Linked DNA regions of Mus musculus: all the other regions are linked to region 7. A link is a contact called in public Hi-C, HiChIP or PLAC-seq and promoter capture Hi-C data. All regions are on one chromosome and are shown on one strand. Each heading gives the region's core, a stretch centred on a gene start, on an enhancer-like site or on the middle of the called end of the contact. The rest is flanking DNA. Distances are from core to core; before and after follow the strand shown. Region 1 has its middle 44 kb from the start of Socs3. Region 2 holds the start of Tha1 (threonine aldolase 1). Region 3 holds the start of Birc5 (baculoviral IAP repeat-containing 5). Region 4 holds the start of Tmc6 (transmembrane channel-like gene family 6). Region 5 overlaps Pgs1 (phosphatidylglycerophosphate synthase 1). Region 6 has its middle 22 kb from the start of Socs3. Region 7 holds the start of Usp36 (ubiquitin specific peptidase 36).

The links. Promoter capture Hi-C pulls out the DNA fragments that hold promoters and counts their contacts. HiChIP or PLAC-seq counts read pairs in DNA pulled down with a chosen protein or histone mark. A called contact is a pair of places that touch in the nucleus more often than the background predicts.
Region 1: a contact with region 7 is called in a FOXA1 HiChIP or PLAC-seq map of pancreatic cancer cells. The contact joins the enhancer-like site here to the promoter of Usp36 in region 7. A contact is called at or near these places in 2 of 39 promoter capture datasets (the C10 cell line and pre-B cells) and 2 of 115 datasets of contacts at active chromatin or transcription factors (embryonic stem cells and pancreatic cancer cells).
Region 2: a RAD21 HiChIP or PLAC-seq map of pro-B cells shows a contact between it and region 7, with 5 times the contacts expected there. The contact joins the promoter of Tha1 here to the promoter of Usp36 in region 7. A contact is called at or near these places in 3 of 39 promoter capture datasets (the C10 cell line, frontonasal cranial neural crest and liver), 2 of 15 datasets of contacts at CTCF or cohesin (large pre-B cells and pro-B cells), 11 of 484 Hi-C or Micro-C datasets (B cells, CD4 T cells, CD8 T cells and 4 more), 17 of 115 datasets of contacts at active chromatin or transcription factors (the 230-238 cell line, CD8 T cells, the SCID.adh cell line and 10 more) and 4 of 9 other capture datasets (embryonic stem cells, embryonic tail, embryonic trunk and 1 more).
Region 3: a promoter capture Hi-C map of liver shows a contact between it and region 7, with 5 times the contacts expected there. The contact joins the promoter of Birc5 here to the promoter of Usp36 in region 7. A contact is called at or near these places in 7 of 39 promoter capture datasets (the HPC-7 cell line, the SN4741 cell line, hippocampal neurons and 3 more), 5 of 484 Hi-C or Micro-C datasets (CD4 T cells, embryonic stem cells, liver and 2 more), 10 of 115 datasets of contacts at active chromatin or transcription factors (acute myeloid leukemia, embryonic forebrain, embryonic stem cells and 5 more) and 1 of 9 other capture datasets (liver).
Region 4: a Hi-C map of B cells shows a contact between it and region 7, with 11 read pairs. The contact joins the promoter of Tmc6 here to the promoter of Usp36 in region 7. A contact is called at or near these places in 2 of 484 Hi-C or Micro-C datasets (B cells and erythroblasts) and 1 of 115 datasets of contacts at active chromatin or transcription factors (large pre-B cells).
Region 5: an H3K27ac HiChIP or PLAC-seq map of microglia shows a contact between it and region 7, with 5 times the contacts expected there. The contact joins the enhancer-like site here to the promoter of Usp36 in region 7. A contact is called at or near these places in 2 of 39 promoter capture datasets (pre-B cells and stem cell-derived epiblast-like cells), 3 of 115 datasets of contacts at active chromatin or transcription factors (extraembryonic endoderm stem cells, large pre-B cells and microglia) and 2 of 9 other capture datasets (adipose tissue and liver).
Region 6: a contact with region 7 is called in a promoter capture Hi-C map of pre-B cells, with 2.1 times the contacts expected there. The contact joins the enhancer-like site here to the promoter of Usp36 in region 7. A contact is called at or near these places in 1 of 39 promoter capture datasets (pre-B cells), 1 of 115 datasets of contacts at active chromatin or transcription factors (large pre-B cells) and 1 of 9 other capture datasets (pancreatic islet).

The regions. Positions count from the first base shown.
Region 1 is chr11:117,923,001-117,927,093 of GRCm38.p6, reverse strand. No RefSeq gene overlaps it. Among named protein-coding and RNA genes, the nearest start is that of Socs3, 44 kb to the left of the region's middle. Within about 2 kb of position 2,398, at least 30 of the 459 cell types and tissues checked have an H3K27ac peak or open chromatin away from gene starts, as enhancers often do. A contact at or near this core is called in pancreatic cancer cells, where this site is marked.
Region 2 is chr11:117,871,110-117,874,936 of GRCm38.p6, reverse strand. It overlaps Tha1 (threonine aldolase 1), which reads left to right and starts at 1,411. Exons shown (of 7, transcript NM_027919.4): 1 at 1,411-1,766; 2 at 3,250-3,333. The coding sequence starts at 1,538. Gm11725 (a long non-coding RNA gene) reads right to left here. Exons shown (of 3, transcript XR_001780380.2): 1 at 3,504-3,827; 2 at 2,734-2,842.
Region 3 is chr11:117,847,122-117,851,302 of GRCm38.p6, reverse strand. It overlaps Birc5 (baculoviral IAP repeat-containing 5), which reads right to left and starts at 2,066. Exons shown (of 4, transcript NM_009689.2): 1 at 1,842-2,066; 2 at 1,440-1,549. The coding sequence starts at 1,952.
Region 4 is chr11:117,779,409-117,783,534 of GRCm38.p6, reverse strand. Tmc6 (transmembrane channel-like gene family 6) reads left to right here and starts at 2,843. Exons shown (of 20, transcript NM_145439.3): 1 at 2,843-2,999. It overlaps Tmc8 (transmembrane channel-like gene family 8), which reads right to left and starts at 1,238. Exons shown (of 16, transcript NM_181856.2): 1 at 1,127-1,238; 2 at 265-485; 3 at 1-140. The coding sequence starts at 425. Gm11723 (a long non-coding RNA gene) reads left to right here. Exons shown (of 3, transcript XR_003949820.1): 3 at 62-880.
Region 5 is chr11:117,989,864-117,993,948 of GRCm38.p6, reverse strand. All of the region lies in intron 1 of Pgs1 (phosphatidylglycerophosphate synthase 1), which reads right to left. Among named protein-coding and RNA genes, the nearest start is that of Pgs1, 5.0 kb to the right of the region's middle. Within about 2 kb of position 2,073, at least 155 of the 459 cell types and tissues checked have an H3K27ac peak or open chromatin away from gene starts, as enhancers often do. A contact at or near this core is called in adipose tissue and microglia, where this site is marked.
Region 6 is chr11:117,944,897-117,949,120 of GRCm38.p6, reverse strand. No RefSeq gene overlaps it. Among named protein-coding and RNA genes, the nearest start is that of Socs3, 22 kb to the left of the region's middle. Within about 2 kb of position 2,285, at least 71 of the 459 cell types and tissues checked have an H3K27ac peak or open chromatin away from gene starts, as enhancers often do. A contact at or near this core is called in pre-B cells, where this site is marked.
Region 7 is chr11:118,288,094-118,292,058 of GRCm38.p6, reverse strand. It overlaps Usp36 (ubiquitin specific peptidase 36), which reads left to right and starts at 1,815. Exons shown (of 21, transcript NM_001033528.1): 1 at 1,815-2,102.

The sequences.
Region 1 (4,093 bases), core at 1,149-3,648, 370 kb after region 7:
TTCCCAGAATGCCCTTCTGAAAGATGGCTGTGCTGCAGGTGTGTAGTCACAAACAGGTTGAGAAGCCCTGCGGTGACAGGTCTGTGTGGTGACAGGGCTGTGCTGTCAGATCAATGCAGGCCACTGAGCTGTATAAATTAACACATTCCAAAGTTGTCCAAAGCCAACAATCCAACAGAACAGTGAGGTCTTTACTCCTGAGTCTCCCCAGGCCCTTCCTCTCTTCTCTTTGCTATCCTATGAAAAGTAGACTTGGGACCATCTTGTCATGTGGAGCAGACACATGCTGTTTAACTCTGAGAGGGTACTCTTGGTGGTCTCACGGTGGGCCTTGGGTCTTAACAAAGACCTCTAGGGACCCTTGGGTACACTGAAGATGAATGATCTCATTAGTCTGGTGGGACTAGAGATGGGTACCACCATGTCTGGCTTAGCACCAGGTTTTATGGCGAGAGTGATTGAGCGTGTGTGTGTGTGTGTGTGTGTGTGTGTGTGTGTGTGTGTGTGTGTGTGCATGCTTTGGGCATTGTTGCATCAAGCTGAGGGAAAGCAGACGCTGCCTTTGTCTTGTTGTCTCTGTTGCTGGCCAGCAACAACTTTGACTGTTAGGATGCTTAGAGCCTTGTCTCTTTGCGTAGCTATAACAAAATATCTGAGACTTGGAAGTTTATAATTATTATTATGATTATTATTTACATTTAGGGTGGGAGCATGTACATTCATACACTCAAGTGGAAGTCAGAGATCAGCTAGAGGGAGTCAGGTCTCTCCATGTAGGTTGTGGGGACAACAGGCTTGTGTGGGACATCAGGCAAGTGCCTTTACCTGCTGAGCCGCCTCACTGGCCTGGCATGGAGACTGTAGTTTGTAAACTGCAAACATATTATCTCACCTGAAGTCCAGGATCAAGAAACTGGCCAAGAGACTGAGTTTTCCTCTAAGACGGCCCCTCTTGGTACCGCCGTACTGGATCCAGCTCCCCCTCTGGCCTGGCCTGCTAAGCTAAGCACTCCAGCTTCTCTTCCACTGCTTTCTCCACACAGCTTAGCAATGGGCACATGACCAGAACGAGGCCAGCAGAACAGGCACCTTTTGTTAGTCTAGGTCTGGGACCAAAACCTAAGCAGCTCCATCCTGGGGCCATTCCTAGAGTTGGCTGGGGCCATCTTGTCACCACTGTGGAAAATCTGCCAGAGGGAAGAGGCATGGTAGAGGCTAGGGGTCAGGGGAGTGGAGAGACTTAGTTTTCCAGTACATCCTTGGCAAACCTGGACCCACTGTGCCTGAGGCTCAGGGATAATCCTGTGTTTTTGTCATGTGACCTGCTAGAACAACCCCTTTAATTGCTTAATCCAGTTTTAATTGGCTTTCACAGTGCTGAGAGAGAAAGCTAGGAGCTGGTCTTAGGCAACTCACCCAGGCTGGGTCTCAGAGGTATAGACAGGCAACAGCAGTGGTACCTGCACACAGCACGGCTGCAATACTTAATAGCCTAATGAATTAAGGTGCTAATTAGAGGCTGGCCCAGGGGAGCTTGATTGGGTGAGCTTGGTTGTTGTGGCAGAGGGAGTGTATGTGGGAGTTGGGTTAGAGTGGGGTGGCTCCATCAGACATGTAGATTCACTAATTCAGTGTGTGTCATCAAGGGACAATCTTAAGTCCATAGACAGCCAGCCTTAGTTGGGCTGATGGAGAGAAGCCCAGAGCATTTCATAGAACAGACATGGTTCGGGGCTGTGTAGGGAGAACCACCTTCCACTCCTGTGGACATATCTGAGGAACCTGTGTGAGCGTGGACCAAGCACCAAGCCAGTTGCCTAGTCACGGGACACTGCCATGGGGGTATAGTGCAGGCCCCTCTCTGAATATGCCATACCAAACAGGACTCCAGATTGGCTGATTGGAGATCTCTGCCACAGCCCGTTGATGGCGTGAGTTCCCAAGCTGTGTCTGCAGGGTGACAGAACACAAGGCCTTGAGGAAATGGGTGGAGATGGGCCCTTGACAAGGTGGTTGTGGAAGCGACTCCCCCTGTTGGGAGATCTACAGCAGCCACCCAAGGATGCCAGAGGCTCAGGGGGCCTCACCAGGTCAAGATACAACTTCCCCGTGGCATACTGACTTCAAGGTATCCCATGCTTGGCAGCTTCAAGTGGATATCACTACTTACTCCCTGGTGAGGTTTCTGTGGGCAGCTGATATCCAGTAGGCTGAGTTCATCAGAAGACCTGACTAGGACCTCAGGACCTGCTTCTGAGGTGGCTTGGTCCACACCACAGGCTGCAGGGGAATTGGGCAGGTCTCAGCTCCTCTTCCTTGGATTCCTCTGGGGGTGAGGACTGGGAACTGGCTGTGTAGCTGAGGTTGGACTGGAATTTCAGACTCTCCTGCATCCATCTCTCTGGTGCAGATTATAAGTGCTTTCTGAGTCACCGAGCTCATGCAGCACGGGGGATGGAGCCCAGGGCTTCATGCCTGCTAAGCAAACACTTCCCAGCCGTGCGACCTATTTATTTTAGCACAGTAAAAAAATTAAAATGGCCGGGCAGTGGTGGTGCACGCCTTTAATCCCAGCACTTGGGAGGCAGAGGCAAGCAGATTTCTGAGTTTGAGGCCAGCCTGGTCTACAAAGTGAGTTCCAGGACAGCCGGGGCTACACAGAGAAACCCTGTCTCAAAACAAACAAATAAACAAATTGAAATGGGGGCTGGAGAGATGGCTCAGAGGTTAAGAGCACTGACTGGCTGCTCTTCCAGAGGTCCTGAGTTCAAATCCCAGCAACCACATGGTGGCTCACAACCATCTGTGATGGGATCTGATGCCCTCTTCTGGTGTGTCTGAAGCAACAGGGTACTTATATGCCTAAAATAAATAAATATATCTTTTTTAAAAAATTGAAATGGATCAGCCAGGCATCAGCTGTAGTGCTTGTGGTGTGCCCGCCGGGACACAGAGAGCAGGTTGCTGAGACCCTGGTCTTTTCTCCTGATGTCCCCACAGACCCTGACCTGCACAGTGTAATTTCCATGGGGATAGATGCTAGGACACTAGATGCCAACACCAGGAACTTGAATTTAGTCTGTGACAGGTCCTTGAGGCACTTGCCCCTTGGAGTCTAGGCAGAGAACCAGATACCAACTGTCCCTGTCACAGTCCCACAGAGGACATCGCAGGCCCAGGCTGGCCGCAGAGAAGGCAGGGTGACTGAGACCTCTATGTTCTTCGACACAGGCCACCAACATGCTAGACCTGGCCCCGGTAGAGACACCTACTCGTGTGTATACACATGAACGCACATACATGCTTACACCGATGGCACGACACAGCACAGTACAACACAACACAACACAACACAGGGTTCCTCCCGACCCCTATGAGCTTTGATCTCTTCCTAGCTTTCCTCTTCAGCCCTGCCTACCCAGCTTCAGTGACCCAAACATGGGCACCGAGGCTCTGGGCAGGCCAGGCTGGGACCTGTCCCAGAGACTGCATGGAAACAGGAGACCAAAGAATGCAGTGGGCAGCTTGGCAGAGACACAGACAGAGCTGTCTGGTTTCCAGTAACTTGCCCGCCTTGCCTGACCTCGCCCACCGGTCCTAGCCTTGGCCAATAGATACTGGCCCCAGGCTCCAGCCCCCAGAAGCGCCTGGCTGAACTACGCGCACAGCTGCTGCAGGCCCTCAGGACACCGCCCTTGTCCCCAGTGGGTAGGACAGGGAACTGGATCCTTGTCCTCCCAGGGACATGCCGGGAAGGGGTATGTATCTTCGCCTTCCCTTCCTGGAAGCCCACTGGCTCCTGTCCCGAGGGGCCCAGCCCGCCTTCCCCGAGACCAATTCTCTTGGAAGCCTGAAGGGCCCTGGGAAGCTCTGCTGAGCTTACCTGACTCCAACTCCATGGCTGACTTGGACATGAGGCCTTCTCCTCTCCTTTCACTGCCCACTGAGGTGGAGGTGTGGTTCCTCATGGAGATACCCATGGCCAAAGTGTGCCCTGCCCCCATTCCACTCTAACTGAAGGAGTTTCAAGATGGGTCTCTGCTTGCCAGAGGAGACAAAAGCCAACAGATGGAACAGAACATCCTATAAACAG
Region 2 (3,827 bases), core at 162-2,661, 420 kb after region 7:
GCCTGAAAGTCTCAAATATCCTCCCGCCTCCCCCAACCCCACCCCGCCCCAAAGGACTGAGATTACAGGCATGAGCCACCATGCCTGCCTTTTGCAGTACTGAGGAATCAATCTAAGGATCACATGCTTACTAGCTAGGTGCTCTGTCACAGGGCTCTTGGGCATGACTTCCATGGAAGCACCTTGTCTCTCCAAGCCAATGGTATAGGAAAAAGAAAGATTTCTAGATACCTCCAAAACTCCGTTTCCCATATGTCCTAGAGAGATGGCAGACACAAACCCATACAGTCTCTTGGAGACTCTGTAACTCTAGCTCCAGGTTGTCCAGCGCCCTCTTCTGGCCCCAGTAGGTAACTACACTCATGTGTATCTACTCCCCACCCCACACATATGATTTTTAAAGTTTTAAATCTCCCCCCCCCCCCATACAGGGTCTCTGTGTAGCCTTGATTGTCCTGGAACTCTGTGGACCAGGCTGGCCTCGAATTCAGAGATCCGCCTACCTCTGCCTCCCCAGTGCTGGAATTAAAGGTGTGTGCCACCACCTCCCAGCTTTAAATTCATTTAAAAGAAGAATTTGGGGAGAGGAGAGGGGAAGGGGAGGGGGAAGGAGGAGGAGGAGGGGAGAGGAGGGAGGGGGAATGTATCCCATTTGGTAGCATGCTTGCCTAGCACTTACAAAGCCCTAAATCTAGTTCCCAGCACAGCGTAAACTGGGCATGGTGGCACACACTTGAATTCCCAAGCAGGACGGTCAGATGTTCAAGGTCAACTAGGTTACCCAGTGAGTTCAGAACTAATTTTGTTGTTTGTTTGTTTGTTTTGAGACAAGGTTTCTCTGTGTAGCCCTGGCTGTCCTGGAACTCACTTTGTAAACCAGGCTGGCCTCGAACTCAGAAATCCGCCTGCCTCTGCCTCCCAAGTGCTGTGATTAAAGGCGTGCGCCACCACTGCCCGGCCAGAACTAATTTTTAAGGAGAAAAATTAAAAAGACTCCAGTGGTTGAAAGCTACTGTTTATGGGCAACACGGTACCATACTTGATTCCTGGACTTCACATCAGTGTCTGCAGCCTGTTTCCTCGGGTGTAAAATGAGGACCGTGAGGGACTGGAGAGGTGGCTCAGAGGCATGGAACTGATTATGAAGAGAACCTGAGTTCCATTCCCAAACACCCAGGTGTTTCCCAGAGTGGCTGAGACGCTTAATTAAGTTAAATCTGCAGTGCCACGAGCAGTACCATGTACACGCTAAAATCCCCGGACCTCAGCTTTGTTTCCCACTCAGCAAAGTAAGGAACTGTCATTCCAAAATCTCCTAGCCTTTGGAACAACGGAACACAAAAACTACAACTCTCAGCATGCTGCGGGGCTCGAATAATGTATAAAACTCCAGAGAGGACTACAATTCCCATAGTGCCCCGGGCTTGCCCAGTTCAGGTCCGCGCGGGGTCAGAAGAGTCCAGTTACACGGGTTCCCCGCTGGCACGGAAGAGACTGTCCTCCGCTCCTGCGGCCGAGAAAGACGAGTGCCACAGCCATGCTATGCAGCCTGTTCCGGGCCGCCATGCTACGCAGCCTGTTCCGGGCCACGGTCCCGGGGCTCAGGGTGCCCTGGGCTCAGTGGTCTAGGAATTGGGCGGGGGTCCCAGCCCACGTGGTGGACCTACGCAGCGACACGGTGACCCGGCCAGGGCCGGCCATGAGGCGCGCTATGGCCGAAGCGGTTGTAGGAGACGATGATTACGGCGAAGACCCTACGGTCCACGGTGAGCCCGGCGAACAGGCCCGGGGCAGGGGTCGTTGCGGTGACCCCGGGACGCTGTCCGTGGTTCTGACAGGACAGCACGGACGCAGAGGGGTGCCTCGCTGACATTTGAGGACGCTCAGTGGTGCACTCTGCGTTCTTGTTCCTTCTCGGAGAGATCCCTGGTAATGCAGACTCTTGAGCTCCACAATGGACTTGGGGAGCCAGAATCTGCATTTTAACAGGACCACCTGGTGATTTCTGCCCACTGTCACCCAATTGCCCAGATGGGTGTTGTCCAGACTTGGCAAAGCAAGACCCCGAGATGGGCAGAGAGGAGTTCAAGGACCCACATCAGGAACAGGGAAGAACCAGGGTTTGAGACAGGTCTTACTACAAGGAGGGCTAACTACTCTCCTTCATTCATTGGCTGACTTCACAAAGACAAAATCAATCCAGCAAAGAAAGTGCTCGCTGCTCCTTCACAGGGGGGGGGGGGGGGTGCAGAATTTCATATCTAGGGAGTGCAGCGCGTTAAGGAGACAGCAAACCAAAGCCCACCCGGGGTCAATAGTCACTGCTAAGGTGGACCTCTAGTGCTGCTGTGTGTGCACTAGAGATCCAGAGATACACCAGAGATCACACTTGACCTTTGTGGACCCAGGGGTGATTGGGGCTGATCTAGAATCTCTTGACAACAAGATATTACCAGGAACTTCAAAGATGCTGAGCTACACTGCTCTCAGCAGGCACCTGGTGTAAACAGGTCACCACATCAAGGCTGGGAGGTCCTGGCCTCGACAGGAGTCTGAGGAGGGTGAACCAGGGGCTGGGAGGAGGAGCGAGCAGAACTCATCCCCGACCGCACACAGGGCTCAGGGAGACACGGGTATGTGTCCTCTGGGGACAGAATCTAGATCACTTTAGCACTGAGCATTGTGTCACAGACAGGAGAGCCACCATGGCCTTTACCCAGGCCATCCACTCACCCGCCAGCTGCACTCTTTGTGCCCTGCCCGCTCCCCAGAGGCTCTTCTTCCGTGGTGATGTGCAGAGGAAGTCCACAGGGAAACCACAAGGCCTCACCTGCCGGGGCTTCTGGGAAAGGGAGAAAAACAGGTGTGAGGTCTGGGTGGGAAAGGGGCTTCAAACCACAAGGGAGTTTCGGTGGCCTGGGGCGGGGACTGTGGCTCAGGAGGACTGACAGAGGGGCCTCTGGCTGTGGCACGTGGTTACCAAGATCACAGACTCCAAGCCCCACCCACAGGACCATCATTTCTCATCCGAGCAAATGTACCTTTTCGGAGAGAAGTGCTTAAGATAAGGTCTTGCTGTATAGCTCAGGCGGCCCTCCAACTCAGTTATCCTCCTGCTTCAGCAGAGTACTGGAATCACAGGTCTATTCTATCAAACCCTGTAACAAGTACACACGAACTGTGTGCCACGGTACAGTGGCCCGAGGAATTGCTGATTCTTGCCCTTCCCCTGCCCCCCTCCCTTCTCAGAACTGCAGGAAAAGGCTGCAGAGTTGCTTGGGGTAGAGAGGACGCTGTTTGTGCCCACCAACACTATGGCCAACCTCATCTCTGGTGAGTGTCTTACCCGCCCCTCTGAGCCCCAGCTCAAAGGGTCTGTGGCACTGGTGGGCACACACCTGGATTTCTTTTGGGTGCAACTGGTGGAGCACTCTGCATTTGGCAGTGGGAGGAGTGAGGTCTGAGTCTCTGCTACTCCCTAGCTCTTCTTCCTGGATGCTTACCTTGCAGCCCTGGCCTGGGTTGTTTCCCAGTGTGCTTCTGTCCTCTGGCTGCTCCTGGTACCCTGGGATGCCTGTTCCTGGAGGCAGCATCCTGGCACTCTTCCTTGCTGGCCATGGGGGTCTGGTGCAGGTTATTAGTGTCCAGCCTTCACAGCCTAGAATTGTGTAACACACCAGTCTTTTCAACACGTGACAGTGAGGTGTTTTGACTCCCAATTGACAGAGGGAGTCTGAGCTCACTGGGGGCCCTAGCTCAGCCTGGCCAAGCTGAGCAGGGGCAGAGAGATCCTCTGGACCCAGTTCCAAATCCTGCCCTCCTCCCAT
Region 3 (4,181 bases), core at 817-3,316, 440 kb after region 7:
AGCACACGTCTACTCAGGGAACTCCGCTAACTCACACACGCCCGTGAGAGGACTTGTCCTGCATATGGTACGTCACAGCATTCAATGCAGGACTGCAGTTAGAACACAGCTTGTAAGCTCTAAAGACAGACAACATTAAGTCTTTTTTTTTTCTTTTTAAATTTTGCTTTGCATGTATGAGTGCTCTGTGTAGATGTGTCCCATGTGTGCTGAGTGTCCTCAGAAGCAAGAAGGGGGCCTCAGATCCTCCGGGACTGGAGTTGTAATTGATTGTGAGCCACCAGGTGGGTGCTGGGAACCAAACCTGGGTCTTCTGTAAAAGCAACAAGTGGTCTTAACCTCTGAGCCAGCTCTCAGCCTTTTTTTTTTTTTTAATTTTTTTTTTTTTTTTAGATTTTTAAAAAGACCTTAAAAAGTCACTAAGCTACTGATTTTTGCAGTAGATGGATTATATTTCAATAGACCTGTTTTTAATGAATCATAGTCCAGGATTATAAATTATTTCTCTGCTGGTTAAATGAACCAATTCAAGCCAGATTAGATGTTATGAAATGCAGGTTTATTGGAAAGCTGCTCCCAGGTGAATTCACTGGGCTCAAGGACTGAGGCCAGGGGAGTCACCATGGGAAGGTGAGAGAAAGAACACATGTAGAGAGAGAAGAAGAGAAGTCCAAAATGCCTGGATTATATAGGGTGGAGCCTCTGGGGGGAAGGGCTGCCCAGTTCCTGGGCTGGAAGTTCAGAGTTGGGGGCAAAGTATGCCAGGGAGGGAGTGAGGGATGCTGGGAGAGCCTGGAGTCCAGGTCTGCTTTGATATGTAGAATAAGCACCTCAGTTCCTACTCCTGGGGTCTGAAACCAAACAGGGGCCACTGAAATGGCCCAGGTGAGGATGCTTGCTGCCAAACCTGCTCACCTGAGCTCAATTCCAGGGACCAACACAATAAGAGAGAAGTTATCCCCCCAAGCTGTCTTGACACCAACATCCACCATGACACCCACATCCAAACATACACAAATAGAAATATAAATTAAGTAATAATAACATATTTAAAAATTTGGTTGGGCAGTGGTGCTGCACGCCTTTAATCCCAGCACTTGGGAGGCAGAGGCAGGCGGATTTCTGAGTTCGAGGCCAGCCTGGTCTACAGAGTGAGTTCCAGGACAGCCAAGGCTGCACAGACAAACCCTGTTTTAAAACAAAAACAAAACACAACAAAAAAACCTCAGGCAAAACCATGCATGTTGGCAACACTCAGGAAACCAAGGCAGAAATTGAGAATTCAAGACTAGTCTGAGCTGTATAACTGGAACACTTGAGCAAGAAGCATGCTCTTCTACTAAATACAAATGGTTTGTCCCAACTCCAGTTCAACCCAAAAGGCTCTCAATGGAAGGGGAACACCAGGAAACCCACCGAGAGTAGCCTGTGGGACTTACATCGGGTTGTCATCGGGTTCCCAGCCTTCCAATTCCTTAAAGCAGAAAAAACACTGGGCCAAATCAGGCTCGTTCTCGGTAGGGCAGTGGATGAAGCCAGCCTCCGCCATCTGAAAATGACAGCTCGTGAGCGGGATCAACAGTCTGACCTTATCCCATGATTCCCAGAGATCGTTCCGGGCCGAGAACTGAGGACAGTGGGAAGAGGCCCGGAGGCTAACAGTGGTTCAGGCAGAGGGTGGGGAGAGCGGGGGGGGGGGGTGGCCTCGTGGAGGACAGAGCAGAGCAAAGCAGCCTGGCTAACAGTACGAAGCGAGGGTGGGGATAGCGGGTTCTGATCCCGGGTCACACAACTAAGGCACCGTCGGGCCCAGGGTGGAGTCGCTGGAAGCTGGGACTCACTCGCTCTGGGGTGCAGGCGCAGTCCTCCAGGAAGGGCCAGTTCTTGAAGGTGGCGATGCGGTAGTTCTTGAGGTACAGCTGCCAGATCTGGGGCAGCGCCGGAGCTCCCATGATGGCGTCACCACAACCTCCGCCAAGACGACTCAAACGCAGGATTCAAATCGCGCGGGCGGAGGCGCGCCGCAGAGCATGCCGGGAGAGCCCCGGCCCCACGCCCTCGCCCGCTGCCTTCTGGGAGTGGACGGCGCGAGGCGAGCCGGGAAAGTCCCGCCCCACGCCCATCTGCGCCTGGCCTTGTGGGCGTGGCGGGCGCAGGGCATGCTGGGAGTTGTACCTTCTGCTGCGGTTCCTTCTTGCTATTCTGACTCGAATCTTCCGCAGCTGCTCCCCAGAGGACACGGAGGGTGGCCGAGGGCGGTGGACGGGCCTGGGGCACCTCTTTAAAGCATGTCCGCTGCAAGTCCCATGTGCTCTGCAGGTTCTTCCTGCCTCAAGGTTTGCAGGATTTGGCCAGCTAGATATCGGAATGGAAGTGCCTCGGACCCACCCACAGGCTGGTGGAGGGGCGCCCTTAGGAAGACAGGAGACCCTCCTCCCTGCAGCAGCCGCCATCCTTCCTATAGACACCCTGGGATGGAGGCGGGGTCTGTATGTCCCAGCGCTGGAAAAGAAAGTCAATGGGTGTCTATTTCTGAGACCATCGGCCTGGCTCAGACCAAAGGGAAGCAGCCATACACCGCAAGAGAGTCCAGGAGCAGAAGAAAAATACTGCTTCCTGGGTGTGACTGTTGGCTGCTGAGCCTGCCTTGCTGCGGGCCCGTTTTCAGTGTCTCTGTTCCTGTCGGGCGGCCTGTGGTTGCAGTGGCTTCTAAAGAGCTTCACACTGCAGACAGCAGGCTGGGCATGCCCCGAACACAGCCCAGGTTGGCGTTGCAAACGAGTGCCCTGATAATTCGGTTTCCTTTTCAATAAATCTCAGTAGGCTTCCTGCCAGTGGGCCTCCAATGAGCTCCAGGCCACCTCACAGATTGTGAGGAAGAACAGATCATACCACATAGGCAGCTGGAACAAGAGGGGTTTTGTCACGTCCCGAAGAAACATGGATCAAGTATCAATTCCTGTGGCTCCCCCCAGCTCTTCTCACCCTGCCCCTATCCTAAACCTCACCAGTCCAGCGTTTGAGCTTCTCTTCCCTGTATAGACCAGCCATTTCTACAGCTTGCTCCCTTGGTCTGAAACTTTCCACTTCTCTCTTGGTCCTCTTCCCTCTCTCATCTCTTCCTCTCCTCTCTCATGGCCCGGTTCAGATAGGACTCTTCCCTGTAGTGAGAATTTGAGTTTCTCTAAAAGCCCAGTTATGTTTTATGAATGTGTTTTTGTTTTAATCCCAGGTGTGGAGTAAGAGGTGGCTTCCCAGCAAATAATTAGGGTTTGCCTTGCGCAAGGGTGTGATTTTTGCCAACTTCAGGAGAGCGTTTATTGTTTGGAATTCTGGGAAGTCTTTAGAGGGTATAAATGCCTTGAGCCCTGAGAGAGACAGGGGTGCTCTGAAGAGGCTGCTCCTCCCCCTGCTGTTCCCCGTGCTCCCACTGCTTGCTGCTGCTCCTGCTCCCCGACCCTGCTGCTGCTCCACCTGCTGCTCCTGGTTACTGTTGTTGCAGTTTGTCAAATATTCATAAGCAGAGACAAGAAGTTGGATATTCTAATGATGAAGAAGACTGGACAGGCCCCAAGGAGCCCAGTATCCCAAATCAACAGGAAGTAGCCTAAAGAGGTCTACGCCCCTTCCCCTCTAACCTCCTTTCTTTCCTAGCATTGGGAGGTTGGAAGGGAAGCAGAAGTGTGGTAGCGCAAAAACCAAGCAACACTCCCTAGTGCTACAATAATAGGTCGTCGTTACCGTGCCCAACTGGAGTCAAAAACAAAAGGAAAAAACCCTAGTCAGGGTCTAGTGTGGCCCAGGCTAGCCTTGAATTCATAAAACAACTTCTGATCCTCCTGCCTTCATCTCCCAAATGCTGGGATTATAGGCACACACCACCATGCCTGATTTAAACACAGGGCCTCATGCATGCTAGGTCAGCACTCTGCCAAAGAGCTATCGTTCCAGCCCAGCTCAAAAGTGTGTACTTGTATGTGGGATTTGTTTCGGGGTGGGGGGGTGGGTGTATGTACATATATGTAAGTGCACACACTTCTAAACATGCATGTGGAGTCCAGAGTACATTGGGTGTTAGACTCTAACACTCTCTACCCTATTCCCTTGAGACACAGTTTCTCACTGGCTACCAGAAACTCCACTGGTCCTCCTGCCTCTGCCCCTCACAGTGCTGGGTTTAC
Region 4 (4,126 bases), core at 1,594-4,093, 510 kb after region 7:
CGTAGAGAGCTCCCTCCCAGAGACCGAAGCCGCGGGCCAGCCGTTGCTCTGCCTCCCTCAGGTGTTGTCGCGCCACCCGCCTCGGGCGATGCCACCGCTGCCAGAAGGTGGTCTTCACTCCCTCGGGCTCCCGCAGTTCCCTGCAGGACCGTGGTGACAGGGGGGCGCCCTTGAGTAATCCATCTGACAGATGCATCCTCCGGAGGCCCCCCACCCCCACCCCACCCCTGCGCAGCTCGTCCAGAGTAGCCGAGCGGCACCCACCGGATGAAGCGCTTGTCTGCCATGGCGTAAGGCAGCATCCGCACAGGCGTCCGGGAGGCGCATAGCCGCTCCACTTCTTGCTCCCACAGCTCCTCCGAGGCCGCCTGGGATTCAGGCCTTCGTGGGGCTGGTCCTGACTGCACCGACCACTGGCGAAACATCCCAGTGGGCGCGCGGGACAGACAGGCAAGATCCTTGCTCGCAGGAGCTCCACCTTGGCCCTGCCAGTGTCCACAGTGAAAAGAAGCCTGCTGTGGTCGAAGCCGGGGCTGCCCCACTCCACCTCTCAAACAGACCCACTGACCAAGGCCTTAGTCTTCAACTGCCAAGCACGGTGAAAGGCCTCCAGGATATGAGGAGAGAGAAGCCGCGGGCAAAGGCTGTCTGTCCTAAACCTTACCTTACGCTTTAGAAAAACACAATCTTTTCCCATGTGCTGATTGGCTTTTGGGAGGTCACTCCTGTCCCGAACCCCCGACAGCTCCTAGAATTTAGCTTCCTGCAACACCCCAGCTCTGGATGTACTAGGGCTCCGTTCTCTCTGTGTGTGTTTGTTTTGTTTTTTTGAGACAGGGTTTCTCTGTGTAGCCCTGGCTGTCCTAGAATTCACTCTGTAGACCAGGCTGGCCTTGAACTCAGAAATCTGCTTGTCTCTGACTCCCAAGTGCTGGGATTAAAGGCGAGCACCGTCACTGCCCGCCCCATTCTGTGTGTTTTGTCCAGGCTGGGTCTGCTCTGGTCTTCTCAAGGGACCCAGAATAGAAGGCGTGGCTACATCCCCAATCATGAGAAAAGAAAAGACACCCCCCCCCCCAAACCATCCGGAAGGAAGCAATAGCCCTGGCCTTCTTCCCCCTCTCACCGTCCTTATTGTCACAAGGCAAGCAGCTCACAAAGAGGCAAGGGACCAAGCTCCCCGAAGAGCCCCCTCCTAAGACCAGCTCTTGACACACCAGGCAGGGTGGTGAGGGAGTGGGGTGGGGGTCACGTGACAGGAACCCCGGGGGTGGGGGCCCACCGCGTCTCCTCCCCTCCACCCACTCCCGCCTTCCTTCCTCACAGTTTCCTCTGCCTCTGCGTGCACTTCCCGACCTGGAGGGTCACGGGCACAGGTGAGAGGCGCGGGTGGCACCAGGCCGACCTGCTTTTCTGTGCTCCCACTCCTGCAAGCCCCCTTCCTGGCCGCCAGCCCTTAGGCGTGTCCTGGTGCGGGGACCCTTATCTGCGGTCCGCAGTCGCCCCAGAGAGCAGGCTAGTGATGGGTGGATGGTCTCAGCACTGGAGCTGCTGCCTCTCCGGATCCCTGGCGCTTTGTTCTTTGCTTTTTGTTCTATTTCAAGACAGGGTCTCACTGTGTAACTCTGATTGTCTTGGAATTCATCATGTAGAGCAGGCTGGCCTTGAACTCACAGAGACACTTGCCCAAGGCTGGGATTAAAGAAAGGCCTGTGTCACTATGACTGGCTGGCAGGTTATTTTTGAACTGACCGCCTTAAGGGCAGGCACTGCCCTCCCTGTTGCTATGCCCTGGCCAGGCTCTGGCACCAAGCCCAACCTAAGAGCTGAGGAAGCAGCTTCTTCAAGCACGTCACTCGTCATCCACTGACTAGACCTTTAGGAGTCATCTTGGCCAGTTCCCAGTTCTGGGAGCCCTAGCCTTTCCTCCCTGTTCACCTCTTTTAAAACCTTGTTGTCTCAGCTCTGGATTCTGAGTCTCCGCCTGTGTCCCTGCCCACAGGCTCTGTACTCCCAACAAGTTCACACAGGAAGGCGCCCCAGGAAATGGCTTTCAAATTGGGCCAAAGTCGTGCAAAATTCAGAGTAAGAGCAAGGAGTCAACTAGGGGCTGAGGAGGGCTGGGTCTGCAGACCAAGACTTCCGGTGCCAAGGCGCCGCTTGGTAAACCCACCCAGGCACGGAGAGACAGCTGCGAAGAAGCGTCGCCCTCCCCCCTCAGGCTTCATCTCCTTCCGGTATCCCACACGTTTCCTGGGGTCTGTTAACCTTCGTGTGTAGGAGGGGACTTGTTTTTCCCTTCTACTTCTCACGGTCACCGGTCACCCTGTCTGTAACTTGGGGGAAGCGGTTCTATGGAGCATCTTGGTGGCCAGGTTCCTTGCTCCAGCTGGTGACACCTGGAGGCTGGTGACACTTTCTCGGGTTCAATTTCCTCATCTGTGAAATAGAAAGGTCTTTGACTGTCTTGGCACAGCAGGAAGCAGTTTAACCCTAGCTTTAGAAACAGACACCACGCCCAGGGCGGAGCGGGCAGTAACTCGTTTGCTCAGCCTCTGATAAAGAACAGTTAACCAGGCTGGGAGGAGGCGATTACTCAATCCCGCGTGGGAAGGCTAGGGACTGGTAAGTGACCCCGGGACGTGGAAATGCCGTCCCTCTTTAGAAACTCAAGAGGAATATTAGTGACTCCACCTAGGGGTTGTATACATCCAAATAGTGGGTGGGACACGCCTACTTTACTCAGACTTGAGGGTGGAGTGCTGGGGTGGAGTCTGAGGCTGGCTTGCACAGGGCACTGTTTTGGATGGGCGGGTCCTACCGGTAGGCAGGAACGAGTCACGTGACCTTTGGGGCCCGGTGCCACGTGGGCGGGCGGTGAGGCTACCTCCAGCTGCCAGTCTGGAAACCATCAAAACTATGTACCCTTAATTACTGTGTGCTGATTCTCCTGCTGGTGGGGCTGAGACCTCGGTTCCCCGCGGCGGGTGCGCGCACAGGTGAGCCAATCTGGGGAGAATGGGGCTCCTCTACCCAGAGGGGCGCTGGGACCCTGGTGCTGGGGCGCAACTGCGGTGTAGGGGCGGTTGCTATCGCCAGGTAGTTGACAGCTTGGGTGCGGGTTTCTGGAAACTGCCGCTCCCGGCCTCTCCCCATCTGGCTCAGGGTGCAGGATGGTGCGCCCCGGAACAGCGCACACCTGGCTGGTCCCAGGAGGACCTGAAGATCAGGAACCCAGGCAGATCCGGAGCCCCGGCCCGTAGCCTCCGGAGCACCCAGACTACTGAGGAGAAGAGGTGTGGGCCCGCCCGGGGCCTTGAGCCTGAGAAGTACTGTGGCCAGGGAAAGGACCCTGGAACTAAAAGGGCACCACCTCTCCTGGCTGCTTTCCACCCGGGCGGTGCCACCTCCCGCCGGCTCCAGCCTGGCCTCTCCCTGCAGTGCTCCACTGCAGCGCAGGCGGGGGCGTGCCGGGTGCCAGTCCGGGTTGCGTGGGGCTCTTGGCCGTCGGGGGAGCTCCAGAAAACTTCCCTAGGCGAAGGCAGGGAGGACCGGCGGACATGGCGGGGCGGGGGCTTGCCTTCTGGAGGGCGATCTTGCAGGAGTCAAGTGATTGACTGCTCTTTCCGTCGCGCTTTCCCTCAGGGCCCTGGGCCAGGAGAACAATAAGCCCCTAACAACGATCTGGTTGTAACTGTGCCCGGTGACAGAGCTGGACAAAGGGTGCTTGTGTCAGCTCAGCTTCTCTCTCCAGCCTTCAGCTGAGTTGGGAATGTAGGGAGTCAGCCTCCGGAGGACGCGAGGAGTCCAGTGTGTGGACGCTGCCTCCGGTGCTGGGGGCAGGACTTTGCGGCTGCCTGGTCGCACTTCCTGCTGGTGAAAGCACATTGGGGTCATAGGGCGGGCACAGGGAAGTCCTCGGAGCCTTTCAGCCGCTGCTCTAAAAATGATGAAGCTCTAGGGCCCTCGCCTGGGAACAGACCAGAAACGGGTAGTGTTTACAGGCCTCTCCTTTTTCCCCCAGTACTAGCAACATCTAGGAAACCAATGGAGGAGCCGCGGCCTCACCCTTCCTTCCTGTTTTCGTCACTCCCCCACAGCCGGTCATGGTGGGAATGTTTGGGCC
Region 5 (4,085 bases), core at 824-3,323, 300 kb after region 7:
TCAATGCCCTGGAACTCACATGACAGAAGGAGAAAACTGACTATAGCAAGTTGGTGGCACTCACACATAGAACAGATACACACACACACACACACACACTCTCTCTAAGAAAAGGATTTTTTTTCCTGAAAGAAAAAAATACCACATGTCCCATTGAAAACTAAGCCTGAGAGCTTCGAGGCAGAGGCTGTCGGGCTCACTTAGGGAACCAAGACAAGCTCATGCAATTTCCACATTTACAGCTAGTTCCCCTAAGTCATCTCTTTCTAGATAGCATCTAGCACCCAGTTCTGATTACAGGAGAAGGAAGTGGTGCGAACAGACAAGCAGGTCTGAAGGACCTGCCAAAGGCCTCTCTCTCCTTTCCCTCGGAATGTCCAGAGAGTACAGAGAACAGGGCCTGCAGGCCAGCGGTCCCCCCACCCGACACCCAAGGCCTGGAAGCACACATTCCGAGGCCTAGAAGCATGTGGGGCCAACAGCACAAAGGCATCCTCAGCCTGCAGCCTGCGGACCAGGACAGCATCCTCTCACAAGTGCGCAGGCCACACCCACAGGATACCTGACTCTGGGTCAAGGTTCAGCCAACAGAATTAAGGCTTCCTGGAGATGTTGCAGACAAATTCCCTGAACTCAGGAATGACTGGAAAGCCAATAGGCAGGGTCCTATGGAGGGAGCACGAGTGTGAAAGGTGGAAGTGGGTCAGGCAGAGAAATAGGCTTCTTCCCATCATCCCAACGACCTACAGACTCAACCACCCCAGCACACAGCATGTACATGCTTCTCTGGGCCCCTGAATGGATGGCGAAGTCAGCCTGGTGTACATGAGTCCCAGGTAAAACAGTTTCCCCCTCAACACTCCTCCCCAGCATCAACTGGGTTCAGAATAGCCAAACTGCCACCCCACAGAAAGCACCTTGGGTGGCGCAGCAGGACCATTCATCTCACCAAGCATTTTGAGGCTCCAAGTACCTGTGGAAAGACACTGGCTTGCCTTGCCTATGGGTGAGCCATGGTGAGACCCAGCCTAGCTCCCCTATTCTTAGCGGAGAGACAACCCCAGAAGCACAGTGTTGTCTGCAATTCACCTCTGAAGCCACAGTCCCAGTGCTGCCACCACCCTCGGGAGACAGTAGGACTAAAACTCCTTCCCAGGGTAGGCAACAACACACCAAGGCTCACTCTGGATGAGTACATGAATTTACTCATGTACTCATGAATTACATGAGTGGCTTCCTGACAGAGCACAGGGGATGGGTCAGCATATGTGCTCCCCACAAGAAGGACACACCAGAAGCAGGGAAAATGATGTCCCCAAAGCCCCCTCTCTGCAGTCTTCGCCAGCCTATATACCTTACCCCTGCTCTAGGGCCATGTGCTGTAAGCAGCAGTCTTGCATACAGCAGGTGTTAAAGAGAGAATACTTGCTCAGGTGTGGGTCTTGTGACCCTCCCAGACCATCTATGAAGGATAGATGTGAAGAGACAAGCCCAGCTTAGATCTCTTTTCAAGTCCACACAGCTGAAAGACCAAGATGACAGTTGTTTGGCTCTGGGGATACAAACTGTAGGTCAACCTGCTCAGCTTTGGACAGTGCTGTGAAGCTGAAAGACTGCCTGCCCTACCAGAGAACCCTCAATGGCCAGGAATGCTGTGTCCTGCACATCGGCCTCAGGGTTCATTCCCTCTGGGAAACACACAGAGTTCCTGGCAAAGACTGATGGGATCCCAGTCAAATCTGTCCAAAAACACCCCCTGCCCTTCCCTCCAAGTCTTTAAAAGAAACTGTGGTATTTGGTCATCCCATTTTCAGAAACTACTTTTTCAGAAGAGTCCACCCTCCACTCCCCCACATTTACATATTTACACGTAAAGGTAACTGATGAGAAGATCAACAGTCATAGCTTCCTGAGAAGTCTGTACTTCCTGCAGCCCTGGCAGCAGAGGCCCTTCCTGACTTCTGCCGTCTGAGCCCAGGAAGGGAAGTGATGCTCTCGGTTACTCAACACTGTGGCCACTGGACTCCCCAGCAAGCACCGCTCCAGCTATACACTGACCACAAGCTAAAGGGAAGTCAGTGACACTGGGGACTGAAGAGCTGCCGGCTACTGAGGCACAGCAGGAACTAAGCATGACATGGACCATACCTGCCCCCGAGGGCTCCCGTCAGGCTGTCTCCTTTACTGACTTAAGTCAGTATTTACAGAGAGGATTAGATATGGAAGGAACTGAGTGGTTTAATCCCAGGCAGCTCTCCATCTGCTTAGCAGCATGTGCCCAGCTGGGCCCCACTCACACCAGCTAAGTCACACTCAGGGAAACTCAACAGCAACTTACCAAGCTACAACTAAAAGTCAATCAGCTGAGAATTCTGAGAAACTATTCCTTGGTTCCAGATTCTCTCTGCCACCTGCTCTCACTGCCCTAAATAATAAATCAGGAGGCGACTGAGGACTGAGGACTAGCTCAGTGGCAAAGTGCTTGTTCAGCATATGTAAGCGTCCTGTGTTCAAACCCAGGACAACCAGAAAACGTTGACAAACTCAGGGAAGCAGAGCACAGTGAATAGTACTTGAAATAAGAAGCACTTGAAGGCAAGTGGATCAGCTGTTCGCGTTTGAAGCTAGCCTGGGCTACATAAGACGATGTGTCAAAAACTAAAATAAGCCAAAGGACAGAGCTCTAATGAGTTGGGAAGGCCGAGCCCCCACATTAGAAATGGTCAAAGGAGAGTAACCCTGCAGTGGGAAAATTCCTCAGTAGAAGTTTCTCAGGATGTCCACTAACCCTCCAAAGTCACACCGTTCAAAGACCCTTCCCTCTATGGTTACTTGGTTCCCTCTCACAAGCCAGGAATTGGACCAGTGTCTCTGTCTCGCCGCCCCTCCCCCACAAAATAAGATTTTGTTATACATAGTTAATAAATAAATATTGCTTTAAAGGAAAGTCTACAGGCCACAAGAGGATACTTTCTTGTATGGCAAACAAATTCAAGATGAGGACAGAACCCCCTCTTTATACACTTCCCACTAAGTCTCACCTGCTCCAGTAAGGAGCCCATTTTGTGCATCACTAGGCGTGGGCTTCTGAGCACTGGGCACCTCCACCTGGCTGCAGCTCACAGGCCACAAATGACCTCATCATCATTCCCCAAACCTGTGGCTTTTACTCCGGTTCAGTCACCCGACGCCCTACCTCAGCAGCATCCCCAGTGCAGGACTAACTCTTCCCTCCCATTGCCCTGACATCACAGGAGCACCTCCACCACCAATCTCAGGCCTGCGCCATTCACAAACGAAATCACACAAGGACCTAGCGTTTGCCTCCAAGGTCTCTGGCCCAGGACACTGACTTGCTCCTAGCTCCTCTCCTACTTAGCAACACTCCATCAGCTGCTAGAAATGGTTCAAGCACTGCCCCCCCCCCACGCCTGCTCACATCACCCCCCCTTAAATGCCCACTCCCCCTTCTTCACTTTGCTTCATTCCAAACAGCTCTGGGCTCTGCCACTGGGAGCCTTCCATAATCTCAGAAGCCTCTCCTGGGTGTCACTATGACCTTCCACCCTACTTTCCTGGAACTGTCTGCTCATAGGCTGAAACACTTTAAAGGCAGGGCTGTGCCTTTATCTCGCCTAGAAGAGCAATGACCCATCCACACGAGGAATAAATGAACTGTCTAGTTCTCTCAATGACAGTGAGTCAGACACTTGCTTCAGAGAAAGCAACAGTATTTCAAGATCACTAATAAGAAACGATTTTCTCATTTAAGTCTCTATGGGCACCTCCTAGCCTGAGAGGAAACCACGCGGTGAAGAACCGCTCCTCCTGCTGGCCGCAAGGATTCACCAAGTCCCCGATGACTGAGTCAGACTGGCAAGCCAGAATCTAAAATAAGTTAAGCTCATGACTACACAGAGCTATTATCAATGAATCAGTGATCAGAGAATTACAAGAAACCACACCATTCGGGGAATGAGGAATTGGGAGGTGCAGTGGAACAATGGAGAAGAATCGAAAGCCAGCAGCTGACAGTCAGTGGCCACAACTGACATAAATAATGCCAAACACCAAGGCCCCGGAGA
Region 6 (4,224 bases), core at 1,036-3,535, 340 kb after region 7:
CAATGTATGGTCCCCATATAAGTGATCCTGGATCCCTGGTCAGTCAGGATCCCAGGCACTCTCTGGGGCGACTCATTTCCATCAGAGGTTTGGAGTTGATTACACGTCTGCCACATCACTGGAAAGCAAGTGGCCACCCAAGAGTAAGACAAATGCATTCCAGAATATTAGAGACCGGTTATCCACACACAGTAGGCAGAAGCAGGTGGATCTCTGTGAGTTCAAGACCAGCCTGGTCTATAAGGAGAGTTCCCAGGACAGCCAGGGCTACACAAAAAACAACACAAATAAAATTCACTTTTTCAACTATTTTAGTTTATTAAGAGACAGGGAGGGTCTCATGTAACTTAGGCTAACCTTGAATTCACTAAGTAACTTCTGATCTTCCTGCCTCTACCTCCTCAGTACTGGGATTACACGCATGTGCAACCACACTTGGTTCATGCAGAGCTAGAAACAGAGCCCAGGGCCTTGTGCTTACTAGGCAAGCCCTACCCATGAGCCTAGCCCCTGCCCTCTGGCAAGTGCTTTCCATGGTCAAACAAAGTATTTTGCCCCATGCCCTTGGATGTCAACCTCAGGCAGCTGACCCTAGTTAGAATGTAGGCTCCACCAGCTCCAGGTGGTCATGCTACATTAGCAACCGGCCCTGTTTTGTCTTCTTTTTTTTTTTTTTTTTTTTTTTTTTTTAAAGATTTTTATTTATTTATTTATTATATGTAAGTACACTGTAGCTGTCTTCAGACACTCCAGAAGAGGGCGTCAGATCTCGTTACGGATGGTTGTGAGCCACCATGTGGTTGCTGGGATTTGAACTTTGGACCTTCGGAAGAGCAGTCGGGTGCTCTTACCCACTGAGCCATCTCACCAGCCCCCCTTGTTTTGTCTTCTGTGTGTATGTGTGTGTGTGTGTGTGTGTGTGTGTGTGTGTGTGTGCTCCCACACATATGCAGTGCCCACTGAGCCCAGGAGAGGGTGCCATCAGGGCCTCTAGACTGGAGTTACCCACAGTCATGAGTGCTATGTGGATGCTGGGAATCAGAAAATGAACATGTGCTAAACTAACATGGTTTTCCTGAGCAGGGAAACAAACAGAAGTTCTAGATGAGCTACAAGGGCAGTGGCTCAGTTGGTAGAGTGCTTACCTAGTATGCAGGACACCCTGGGTTTACCCTATGGTAAGTATGGTACTCTCAACTCTGTGCCCCATATGGTGGAGGGGGCGGAAGCAGCAGGGCGAGGATCAGAGTAGCCTAGACTATGTGGAGAATTTGAGGCCAGCTTGGGTTACGTAAAACCTATCTCAAAATAAAACATTTAATGTTGTCGTATATAGGTTAAAAAAAAAAAGTCTGGGTAAAGAGGGTGAAGACCTGGAATGGAGATCTCCTGGGAGGAGAAGGGGGTGGGGGAAGAGAGAGAGGAAGAGAGAGAGAGAGAGAGAGAGAGAGAGAGAGAGAGGAAGAAGAAGAAGGAGGAGGAGGAGGAGGAGGAAGAAGGAGGAGGAGGAGGAGGAGGAAGGAAGAAGGAAGAAGAAGAAGAAGAAGAAGAAGAAGAAGAAGAAGAAGAAGAAGAAGAAGAAGAAGAAGAAGAAGAAGAAGAAGAAGAAGAAGAAAAAGAAGAAGAAGAAGAAGAAGAAGAAGAAGAAGAAGAAGAAGAAGAAGAAGAAGAAGAAGAAGAAGAAGAAAAAGAAAGAGAGAGAGAGAGAGGGCGGGGAGAGAGAGAGAGATTGGAAAGTGTATTTTGAGGGAGTAGAAACCACTTTCTCCCCAGGGAGGGCCCTTTATCTCTGGGTGAGCCTACACAGGTGGCTGCGAACCCACAGGGTGCATCACCCTCCTTCTGAATAACCAACGTGCACCTTGAGCTTTGACTCATTCATCAATAAGGAATTAGCTTCCTCGAAGACTAGTCAGAGTCCTCCTTATCCACGATAGGGGGAATCAATGGGCCATTAATTACAGCGGAAGTTACCAGGGATGGGCAAGGTCCTGCAGGGGTGGGGCTGCGCAGGCGCAACGTGTCCCAGCTCTCTTAAAAGCTTGCACGTGTGTCAGCCCTATCTGGGTGGGGGGCAGCTAACAGTCCAGGGACACAACCTGAGAAGCTGATGGGTCCCTATCTCTGAGGCCAGAGCTTGGTTCTCATTGGCCCCCACTGGGCTACCATCTCCACAGGCTGGTTTCATTTCAAGATGGGCATTTTCAAAGACGCTACAGTGAGTAGAGTCTGGTCTGATTTCCAAGAGGGAAGGAATGAGAGGCCCACGGGGGAGGGGCTGGGAAATCTTACCCGGTCTCACTTCTGTTTTTCGGGTCATAAACACTGGCTGCCCACATCTCTCTGGCCTCATAACTTCCTCCAAAGAGCCATTTGCATGTGTCTCACTGAAATTCCGGATCATAGCTTTCCCCCAACTCCTCCTGAGGCCCCCAGAGGATCTCAGAACACCACTGGGGAACCAAAGGGTGGAGATGGGCAGTATATGACAGTGTCAACCGCCACAGCCTTCCCCAGAGTGATTCACTCTTATTCAACAGACAGGCCATTTTCCTAGAATGTTGCGACAGGGGTATTAGGGTTTTCCCAGAGATTTCCACGCTTGATTTCCCAACCCTGAGCCCCTCACATGGAACTGGGGGTGACCTCCCTTACTGTTAAGTGTGGGTACTTGCCCTATGAACTTGCTATCCAGTCCATTTGTTTCCCCATAAGCACAGATCAGCCTCCTGGGAGTGGACCTACTGTGTGCCCTGTTCCACACACCTTCAGCTCTTGTCCTGTGATTCTTTTTTCTCTCTCTTGATTTGACTTTGTTTAATGATGGATGACTGGAAATTACTAAGCCCTTATGAAGAAACAGGAAGACGGGAGTTTTATGTTTCTTAACGAAAAAGAAAACTATCCAGAGACATCCCTCCGATCTTTATGTTCATTCAGGGGGTTTTGTTTTGGTTTGGTTTTTTTGTTTTTTGTTTTTTCTTTTTGACTCTGTTTTTCCTTTTTGAGACAGCGTTTCCTTGTGTAGCTCAAATGGCCTGGAACTTTCGAAGTAGAGAAGTCTGACTTGTACCAACCTGTTCCTGCTCTGTCTCCCGATGCAATTCCGAGCGTGAGCCTTACATAGTGAGACCTTCCCTCACTTTGTTCTGTTTTGAAGCCAGGGTCTCTCTGTGTAACCCTGACTGGCCTGGAGCTCAAACCCAGTTAGTTGGTCTTGACCTCACAGATATCTGCCTGCCTCTGCCTACCACGTGCTAGAATCATTGGCTGAACTCCAATAGTTGGCTTCTTTTCCTTTCTTTCTCCCTTTCTTCCTTCCTTCCTCCCTCCCTTCCTTCCTCTTTGTTTATTAAAGTCAGGGTCTGGAGCTGAGGCTGACCTCCAACTGGCTGGGTAACTGAGCTCCTGCCTCTACTCTCTGGGGTGCAGGAATTACAGTTGTGTCCCTCCACACCCTATTTATCCCACTCTGGGACTCAGGACTCTGATGTTGGATAAGCTCTCTACCACATGAGCTGTGTTCCTGCCTCTCCTTCACTGCAAATCCGGTTTTTCAGCACCAGATCTGAGCGCTCTTAGGCCAAAGGGTCAAAGCCTTTGTCTTCCTGGCTCTTCTTGGTCTCCAATCTTCCTAGAGGTGCTTGGTAGGTCCTACTGTATCCATCCTGGGTCAGCTCCTAGAAGGCTAGTCATCACACCTTCCTAGCTGATACCTGAGTGGCCTCTGCTCCAGCTGCATTGTGCCCAGGACCTTCCAGAGAACCCTGGCATTCTGTGGTGTTCCCTGAAACCATGGCAGGAATCCCACTGAGGGGTCCCCTTTCATCCCCGGTGAGTCCCTGTGGGTGACAGCTCAGGAAAGAGAGACTGGAAGTTGGAAAACTTTTAGAGGGAATTCCCCCCACCCCCCAAAAAAGTACATGGAAGTCTGTTGTGTGTGTGTGTGTGTGTGTGTGTGTGGGAGGATAAAACAAAAACTATAGATCTTTAAAGGGAAAGTGGGAGAAGAGAAAACGAAGGGGGGAGTAGGGGGGATTACACAACCCAGACTATCAGAAAATGTCTTTGAGAAGAAAGAATCTATATATGAAGTACTGAACAAACCACTGATGGTCAGAGAGGAGAATGCAAGCTTCAGAATGATGGGAAGAGATAAGGGGCAGGGAGAGGAGGGAGGGGGAGGGAAGAGAGGGGGAGGAGGAAGGAACAAATTAAAAAGAG
Region 7 (3,965 bases), core at 566-3,065:
CAATATGTAATCTGGGATCTGGACCTAAAAGAGATTTACAAGTGTCAAGTATGCACAATGCACAAGCCTACCTTGTCTATGAGTTAATAAGACCTTCTTCTGTTTGAGGCTGGCTCTTCCCTGGGCATTGGCCACATCCAGTTGCATGTAAAAGTATGTTCTTTACAGATCTCGAAGTGTGCAGAGTGATTTCTCACTGAGAAGGGATTACATTTCTATAACACCACTGCACTAGGGGGTTGGGGGGCATCTGGGGATTGCATTTATTTATTTATTTATTTATTTATTTATTTTGAGACAGGGCTTCTCTGTGTATCCTTGGCTCTCTGGAACTCACTCTGTAGACCAGGCTGGCCTTGAATTTAGAGATCTGCCTGCCTCTGCCTCCTGAGTGGGATTAAAGGTGTGTGCCACTATCGCCCAGCCTGGGGACTAAATTTATTACCTGCCAACTGAGCTACTGACTCTGAATTTTATTTTATTTTTTTGTCCCCACAGATCAAGCCTCCAAGTAAGAGAAATTTGCAAAGTAACAGGCTAATTAGAACAACATCTGGATTAAAAACCTAGGTCTTATGCCAGGTGCCAGCTCCCACACAGGAAGCGTGCTAAAACAGTGAATTTCCCAGGAACTGTATCAGGCTCGGGACAGCAAAAGCAGTAATTCATTGTAGCCAGCCTAGAACAGTGGGTTTATAGAGCCAGCTCCAGCCAGACACAAAGAGTGGTCAGAGAACAAAGAAGTCGGTCTAAATAAAGAGGGAGGATTCTGGGACTGGAACTCAATAGTTAATAGCCCCTACTTCTCTTACAGAGTACCAGAGTTTGGTTCCCAGCCCTCACACTGGGAGCTCACAACTTAGAGCTGCCTGTAATTCCAGTTCTAAGAGAGGATGAGACACCAGTGGCCTCCACAGGCACCTACACTCAGATATTCTTCCCCTATACGTATGTAATTCAAAATCTTTTTAAAACTAAGAGAACTTTTTTTTTCTAATTTAGGTCATATGTGTCTGCCACATGTAGAGTTACATGAGATTTTGAACCACCACTGTATGGGTGCTGGGAAGTCCTTGGAAAGAACGACAAGCCATCTTAACCTCTGAGCCATCTTTCTAGCTCTAAAAGGGACATTGGTATAGGCTAACAGGATTTGGTCTTTGCCATTACTACCCCATCAGCCCCCACTCCCACCCCCTTTTTTAAAGACAAGGTTCTGCTACGTGGTCCAGAAGACATTCTCCAATGATCCTCCAGCCTTGGCCACTTAAGTTAAGCGGTGGAGTGGCTATAGCCAGCATCTCAAGGATCCCAGAGATGACGTTTAAGTTCTGATCATCCCCCACCCCCTCCACTCCTCAGAGTTGCAGAAACTGCTTTCTTGTGCCACAGCGCCTGTTTCATGCAGTGATGGATGGAACCCAGGGCCTCATTCCATGCCCGGCTTGCTAGGGTTTTTTTTGTTTTTTTGTTTTTTTTCAAAAGGACGCCTGCAGGTAAGAACTAACGAACGGTGAATCTTCAAAGCCTCGGTGGCTTGCACTGAACGTGAGCCCTGAGCTCCTCGCCGCAGCACACTGGGCCTGCGCACTGGCAATGTCAGGCACGCAAGCGGAAGTGACGCCACTCGCGTACACCGCGGGAACCACGCCAAGCCGCAGCAGGGTCTCTGGACTCCGGGACGCTTCCGGAGCTTTTAGCTCTACGCGCTTGCGTCATCGCGTAGACTGGCAGGCCTGCGGGGCGGAGGGGTGACGTGTGCGTCGCGAATAGCAGAGAAGGGAGGGTCCAGGGAGACAAGTCGCCGTTAGCTCCGCCTCTTAAGGCGAACGTGCCCTTCACGCGGACTCAGGGAGCACATTGCAGTGCGGCTCCTTTAAACGTCGTGGTGACACGTGTGTGAGGCTCTGGAGGCCCGGATGGTGCGCATGCTGGCCCGGCCCGGATCGGACGCTGGTGCTGCGCGGGCCTTCCGCGGGTTCCCGAGAGGCCTAGGAGGTCGAGGTCGGGCGCGGCGGAGCGCAGGAGCTTCCGCGGGGCTTGGGACGAGGAGGGTGCGCGTTCTACCCGCGGGTTTTGGGGACTCCAGCGAAGGCTGACAGGTGCGTGCGTGGCCGGCGAGGGCACCGGGGAACGCAGAAAGAACATCGGACGCAAGGGACAGGGATCGCCGGGAAGGACAGGGCGTGAGAGGGGCGTAGGGCAACACTGGAGAAGGTTGGGGTGCGAGGGACTTGGAGGAACAAGGGATGCCAGGGACTCCGAGGAAGGGACAGGTGATGTGAGGGGTGCCTGTAAACCCTAGCGTAGCCAGGGAATTGCATCAGTCTTCATCCCAGGGAGCTTCTGGAACGTGAGGTCGCTGGGATCGCGGTTGTTCTCTCAGAGCGGGTTTTCCTTTGAAGGTTCCCGGAGCTGGAAATCTTAGGGTGGAGGTATAGCTGTAGTCCATTTTATAGACTAGGGCAGGGTCAGATCCTTAACACGGATCCACACCGAAATGTAATAGCAGGATAGCATTCTAACCAAAATGCCCATTGCTTATGGTGTGTGATTGTGTGTGCGCGCGCGAGCCTGCCTGCGTCTGTGGCGTGACCCTTGGTGATGGAGATGGTGGAATAGCATCCTAAGACAGGGAGGCACCTTGGATGCCTGAGGATGCCAAAGAGCATGTAGTTCAACTGTTCCCTGACTTGGAATGCTCTGCGGTGGGATGCCTTGGAGGCCCCAGCTCTGTCTTCGCCAGCATGTAAGTGACCCTGAGAATCTGACTTGAGTATTTCTTGGAAAACAGCTTAAAGAGCTGAAGGAAATGCTTTGTTTAAATGACATCTGTCAGAAGGGAGGAGCCAGGCTTGAGTTCCGAATTAGATATGTAAATTGGGCGTGCAGAGTATCCTAGTCCTTGAGAGACCTGGGTCGAGGAAGCATCCCGGTTGGCCTGAGAGTCACACGTGCTGCGTGTGCATGTTAGAGGGTTTGCTGGGAACTACACGAACATTTTTCTCGCTCCTACATCACATAGCCGTATCTTCCAGGTAGAATGATAGACACTTTTTTCCTGCTATAGCTTCAAAAATGATCTTGGCTGAGTAGCCTGCCTTGGTCCTAAGGCCCTTGTGGCAAATGCCTTTGGGTTAGTGTTCCCATTTGCTCATCCCTGAACCATGTTGGGCCAGGACAAAGTTCTCACCTCCCCGTAGGGAGGCATGTGTGGTTTTGAAAATGATGTTTGTGTGGTGGGGATTTTCAGAAGCCAGGCCACCTCCCATCTGCATTCTGTTGGGGGTGGGGGCGTTGGTTAGATGGAGTTCTGAGGCATTCTGCAAGGCAACCTGGGAATGAAGAGGTGAACCAAGATTGGTCAGGCAGTTGTCTTAAGCCCTTGATGGTGGCATTGTGCTGATTGTACCATCCTTTGCATCTGTGTGTGTTTGAATGGACGGAAAACACTTAACTTTTTGGGGCCAGCCGGGAGTGATGGGGCCAGCCGGGAGTGGTGGTGCACACCTTTAATCCCAGCACTCGGGAGGAAGAGGCAGGCGGACTTCTGAGTTCCAGGACAGCCAGGGCTACACAGAGAAACCCTGTCTCGAAAAACCAAAAAAGAAAAAGAAAAAGAAAAAAAAAAACCTTTATGGGGCCAAGTTGACGGTGGTGGGAATTGAAGAAAATGTTTATAGTTAGAAAATTAGGATTTCACATATTTAAAAAAAAAAAACAAACAAAAAACACCTTCCTGGTTAATGAAAGGGGGGAAAAAGTTTGAGGTTTTTACCTATTCTTCTCCACTTGTAACTTTGGACATGTTATTCAGATTGAAGTTGCCCTGTGTGTATGTATGTGTGTGTGTGTGTGTGTGTGTGTGTGTGTTTGTGTATAGTGTGAGGATTGTGATGTAGAACAGAGGGTGGTGTGTTCACGTCATAACTACAGTGATCTGTGAGCACTGTGTCCTCTGGACT